2 separate regions of the Mus musculus genome follow, and region 2 is linked to region 1. A link is a contact called in public Hi-C data. All regions are on one chromosome and are shown on one strand. Each heading gives the region's core, a stretch centred on a gene start, on an enhancer-like site or on the middle of the called end of the contact. The rest is flanking DNA. Distances are from core to core; before and after follow the strand shown.

Region 1 (2,977 bases), core at 474-2,973:
TCTAGAACTTCCTATGCAGCCAAGCTAGCCTAGACCATGTAGCCATCCTCTCACCTGAGCATCCCTACTATTGAGTCTCAAAGGTAAGATGCCAAGACACAGCCACAGTGAAATAAACTATGACATAGCTCATTTCTAAGCTTGTACATTGTGCTTGAATATGTCTGAAGAATGCATATCATTTTGCTGACCATGACAAAGTATAAGTTTACATCTTATTGAAACTAGAAAAAAAGTAGAGGTGCAACCCACCCTCACTCTAGCATACACCAGAAAATCCTAAAATACATAAATTAATAACACAGTAGCTTTAAGTCAAGAGTTCATAAACTTTTTTCCTACAAAGAACCATATACTAAATGTTTATGGATACCAGGCCATACAATCTCTTTCCAGCATCAATTCTGTTATATGTAATCCAATGCAGTCATATCCTTAAACAACTAAACCCACATATATTCTTTAAAAAAAAAAAAAATGAAATCCTGAAAGAAGTTGGGCATGGTAGTCCTCATCTGCAATCCCAGAGAAATCAGGAGTTCAAGGTCCTCTTCCACTGTATGAAACGACAGTGGGATTAAAGCCATCCTGACAACATGAGACCCTTTGCAAAAAGAAGTTGGGGGGTGGGGGGGGGGGAGAAATGTTCACAAATTTTACATGTCATTTAATACTCTCTTAATTCTTCCCCATCCAATTACACAGTTCTTAGTTAGCAACCTTACAGCATGATCTTGTATAAACCAATGGCATTTAAGTTCTATCCTGTAGGTTTTCATTTAATGGTTCCCTGCTCTAATTCACAGATCTAAAATGAATCATCAGGCCAAGTGGTGATGGCACATCCTTTAACCCCAGCACTCAGGAGGCAGAGCCAGGCAGATCTCTGAGTTCATGACCAGCCTGGTCTACATTCTAGGATGGTCAGGACTACACAGAGAAACCGTAAAACAAAAAACAAAAAAAAAAAACAAAAAAAAACAAAAACCAGAAACATCATGGGAAAGTGTATGAAATATTACTAGAAGAAACAAAAGACCACATAAACATGAAATCATGCCATATCCATGTGAAAAGCTCAGTAGGCGAGGCCCTGCAGGGGCTCAGCTCATGCCCAGGCTTCAGCCTCTGTCCCACTACCCAAAGTCATAGAGCTTTATTTACTTCACTTAATATAAATTCAGCAGTGGAAAGCAAAATCAATCAGGGTACTTTACAAAGCGAGCTCAGGACTGGTGAGATGGCTCAGTGGGTAAAGGCGTCAGCTGCCAAGCCAGACAACCTGAGTTCAATGTTCAGTATCCACAAGGTAGGAGGATAGCAGGGATTTCTCCTACTTAGACAAATGAGTGGGTAAGAGGCAGCAAGGCACAGCAAAGGAACACAAAAGGCAGAATGTGAACAACCTGACTAGAAGAGCAAAGCTTCTGAGAAACAAACACATAGCAAAAGCGAGAATGTGAAAAGGTCTTAAGAGTCGTAGCAACTGGGCTGCCAAGATGGCTCAGTGGGTAAGAGCACTGACTGCTCTTCTGAAGGTCCTGAGTTCAAATTCCAGCAACCACTTGGTGGCTCACGACCACCATGTAATGAGATCTGACGCCCTCTTCTGGTGTGTTAAAAAAAAAAAAAAGAGTCTTAGAGACTAAGAACAGTGGGGCCAGGAGAAAGCTGATGATAAAAGGCTCTGAAACATACTACACACAGATGGTAGGACAGTGCTGAAACATTTCCACAGTACAAAGATCATGTGTACAAATAGCTGAATGTGCTCTGAGTCAATGACAGAGCAGGTGTTTGAAAGATTCAGTAACTATTGAAAATATTGAGACTCTTAAAAATCCATCAGCTCTGACTCAGATAAGGAAGAGTTTCAATGATACCCAAGACCTGGCAGATGATAATGCCATTCACTTAGCAATGATCTCGGGCCACTGCTTACCCTCACCCCTTGGAAGAGCTAGCTCTATCTACTTCAAGCTTCAATCAACTCTAGCTATTGTCTGAAATAACATGAGTCTTGCATGAATTCTCCCAACAGAGATCACAGGGACTGGGAAGCTAACAAAGTCCAGGGCAAGATCCTGCTACATATTTTAATGTTCCCATCAAGTTGTAAGAGAATTTCCTCATCGTCACCAAGGTTAAGTCACAGACTTACTAGACAACTGCTAGGGTAAAGATCAGGGGATTCCCTACCGTGTTATATTTATATTTCCTCCATGTATACACTTCTCTTAGCTACTGGATCTTATTTTTAGGACTATCTGCCTCAATCTAGGCCCACTTGTACTTCTGTCACCTAATATATGCATATAAGCAAACTTAGATGTCTCTTTCAAAATGGAGTGGCTACACTCATGAAATGTACTTGGGTGTCCCTACTGCCATGCGTTTCCTAAATCAGAATAAAGTGCTAATACCAAACACAAACAATAGGTTTTTCTGATTTTAAGTCATATATTTTTCATAATATACTAGCTTAAAGGTCCCCCTGTGGGCACTAGCCTTCAATACACTGTAGCCATGAAATAAACAACTATTTCTTTCTGGATTTCCTCCACCTCTCCAGAACCTTATAGGAGAGGAGCAATCATACTTACTATGCAAAGATAATAAAGGTCAAACTTCCCACCAGCTAAGGGCAACTCCAGAATTGAGTAATATATGCTACATCTGATTCCCATACTCAGAAGCAAACAGGCAATGCCCCAGTTGTTCACTGTATTTTTGTAAGGCATGCTTTCTTTATGGCCTCCTGTATTTGAATGGATTAATTCCTCTTCAGTTTCTATTGATTACTCTAAGATGTATCCTTCATAATTTGGATAAATTTGAACCCCAAGCCTTGACTGAAGTTAACTTGACCTGAGAGAATGCCTTTTACACGTCTCTTGTGATTTAGGACTGGGGGGCTATCTCAATGTAAATGCTTCCTGCTTTTCAATTTAGGTCCTAGCACCCAAGTCAAGTGGCT
Region 2 (2,748 bases), core at 148-2,647, 92 kb after region 1:
AGCGTCAGGAGGGTTAAGAACCAGTTAGAGGGCTGGCGAGATGGCTCAGCGGTTAAGAGCACCGACTGCTCTTCTGAAGGTCCTGAGTTCAAATCCCAGCAACCACATGGTGGCTGACAACCATCCATAACGAGATCTGATACCCTCTTCTGGTGTGTCCGAAGACAGCTACAGTGTACTTACATTAAAAAAAAAAAAAAAAAAAAAAAAAGAACCAGTTAGATCTTGGCGGTTTAGGATCCTTAGCAAACACACCTGATTTTGTCCCAAGGAAAGCTGCTTTCAGGAAGGCAAAGCTGGTGCAGTGAAATGCCCTTCAGCTCCAGATACTTCCCAGAGGTTGGCATAAATTAGGTGGGTGTGGGCATATTTACTCTCTATTCCATTCCAGGGAGGTGAGTCAGAATTCTGAAGGTCCCTGGACCAGCCACCCACAGCCACTTTCTGGGCATACTTTAGCTCTGATGCTATGATTGATTGATTGATTGTAAACCATGTTGTTTCCTAGCTGCCCACTGGGCATGGGTTGGTGGAGGGTGAGGAGGGAGGAGTCGGGAAGCCCACTTGCTTGCTCTTAGGATAAGATGGAGAACAGAAACCAAAAGGGGAAGGTGAGAGAGGGGGAAGAAACACTGTTTGGTTTCTCATGTTGACAAAATATTTGCCCAGATCAAAGCAGAAGATACTGAGGTCCACCCAGTTAGGTCATGTAACAGGCAATTTTGTCAACATGGCTAAACGTTTAGAGGTACAATATATCTAACAACCAAACACCTCCAAACACTTGTCTGGCCATCTTTGTGTCTTTTTGCCTTTCATTCAGTTGCCAGTAATCTGCAGGAGAGGATCTCTGGGATTGTGTGTGTGTGTGTGTGTGTGTGTGTGTGTGTGTCTGTGTCTGTGTGTCTGTGTGTGTCTGTGTCTGTGTGTGTGTGTGTGTGTGTGTGTGTGTGTGTGTGTCTGTGTGTCTGTGTGTGTCTGTGTCTGTGTCTGTGTAGATCTCGGATCCCTTGGAGCTGCAGTTACAGATGGCTGTGACCTGCAATACATAGATGCTGAGAATCCAGATTGGGCCCTCTGGAAGAGCGTTAAGCTTTCTTACTATGAAGCTAGCTAGCTCTCTAGCCCTGGAAGAGGCTTTCTAGAGGAACTTTATTATATTTAAAAATAATCAAGTACTTAATTATCACATAGTCGTGGTTTATTTCTTAAGAAAAACCAGAAAAAAGGGGAAGTTATCCTGTTTTAGAAAATCAGAAGAAATTAGTTTGTTTTTAAATTGCCCCCGCCCCTCATGGTCAGGACCTGTTTCTTACCAAGAACGGTGAAGGAAGACTCCACATGATCTTAATGACTAAGGACTACGGCTCGATATGCTGGTTAATGTTTACCTCTAGTAAACAGGATTTTCCCGGTTTATTCAGACTCAAAGCATTTCTTGGCTGGAAGTAACAACCAGGAACATGATAACCGGGGGAATTCCTCTTTTTATTTATTTATTTTTTATCTTTTGAGACAAGGTCTTACATATCAGAGAGGAGCTGGAAATTTACTACCTGTCAGCTTAGAACTTCTGGTTCTCTTGGTTCCACCTTCTATACCGAGATTACAGATGTGTGCCTCTGTGCCCGGCTCTTTCCTTCTTTAGCACTAGAAAAATTAAACCAAGTGGTTAAAAGCACTGACTGCTCTTTCAAAGGACCCAGATTCGATTTCCAGCATGCACATGGTAGCTAACAACTGTCTGTCACTTCCTGAGGACCCAACACCCTCATAGAGACATACATAGTGGTCAAACACCCACGCACATAAAATAAAAATAAGCAAATCATTTTTTTCAAAGAAGAAAAATGGAATGGAATCTTATAAATTTCCTTTAAAATCTAGGAAGGAGCTAGATATGAGGTATATACCTTTTAATCCTAGCAGAGACAGGTGGGTCTTGATGAGTTTGAGGCCAACTTGGTCTATATAGTGAGTCCCAGGTCAGTCAATGCCACACATGTGAGATCTCATCTAAACAAATAGACAGATCTTAGGAATGGGCTGGTGAGAGGGCTCACTGGGTAAAGGCAGCCTGCTCCCTAGCACGAGGACCTCAGTTTGATCACCAAGAGTCTCCCGCAAGTCGTCTTCTGACCTTCCCCTGTGTGCCTTGACACCCCTCCCCAATAAATGTATAAATAAATAGAAACAGCTGGGCGGTGGTGGCACACACCTTTAATTCCAGCACTTGGGAGGCAGAGACAGAGGCAGAGGCAGGCAGATTTCTGAGTTCCAGGCCAGCCTGGTCTACAGAGTGAGTTCCAGGACAGCCAGGACTACACAGAGAATCCCTGTCTCCAAAAAAACCAGACAGCCAGGACTACACAGAGAATCCCTGCCTCCAAAAAAACCAGACAGCCAGGACTACACAGAGAATCCCTGTCTCCAAAAAAACCAGATAGCCAGGACTACACAGAGAATCCCTGTCTCCAAAAAAACCAATAAATAAATAAATTAGAAACAAGAAACCCTCGGAAGGGGCTGTTGAGACACTTTAGCAGGGAAATGCACTTTCTGTCAAGCCAGAGGATCGGAGTTTGATCTCTGACCTCCATATGTGTGTCTTGGCACATGTGCACACCCCTTACCCAAATTAAATAAACATAATAAACATCATAAACATAAACATAATAATAAACATAATAATAATAATAAACATAATAAACATAATAATAATAATAATAATAATAATAATAATAATAA

What was found. Hi-C and Micro-C count contacts between places; a contact is called where the count stands out from the background.
Region 2: a contact with region 1 is called in a Hi-C map of liver, with 2.4 times the contacts expected there. The contact joins two enhancer-like sites. A contact is called at or near these places in 19 of 484 Hi-C or Micro-C datasets (CD4 T cells, CD8 T cells, Sertoli cells and 12 more), 2 of 115 datasets of contacts at active chromatin or transcription factors (embryonic stem cells and microglia) and 3 of 9 other capture datasets (adipose tissue, embryonic stem cells and liver).

Annotation. Positions count from the first base shown.
Region 1 is chr17:42,845,583-42,848,559 of GRCm38.p6, forward strand. The region is part of intron 2 of Cd2ap (CD2-associated protein); the gene reads right to left. Among named protein-coding and RNA genes, the nearest start is that of Cd2ap, 29 kb to the right of the region's middle. Within about 2 kb of position 1,724, at least 6 of the 459 cell types and tissues checked have an H3K27ac peak or open chromatin away from gene starts, as enhancers often do. A contact at or near this core is called in liver, where this site is marked.
Region 2 is chr17:42,938,289-42,941,036 of GRCm38.p6, forward strand. No RefSeq gene overlaps it. Among named protein-coding and RNA genes, the nearest start is that of Cd2ap, 63 kb to the left of the region's middle. Within about 2 kb of position 1,398, at least 63 of the 459 cell types and tissues checked have an H3K27ac peak or open chromatin away from gene starts, as enhancers often do. A contact at or near this core is called in liver, where this site is marked.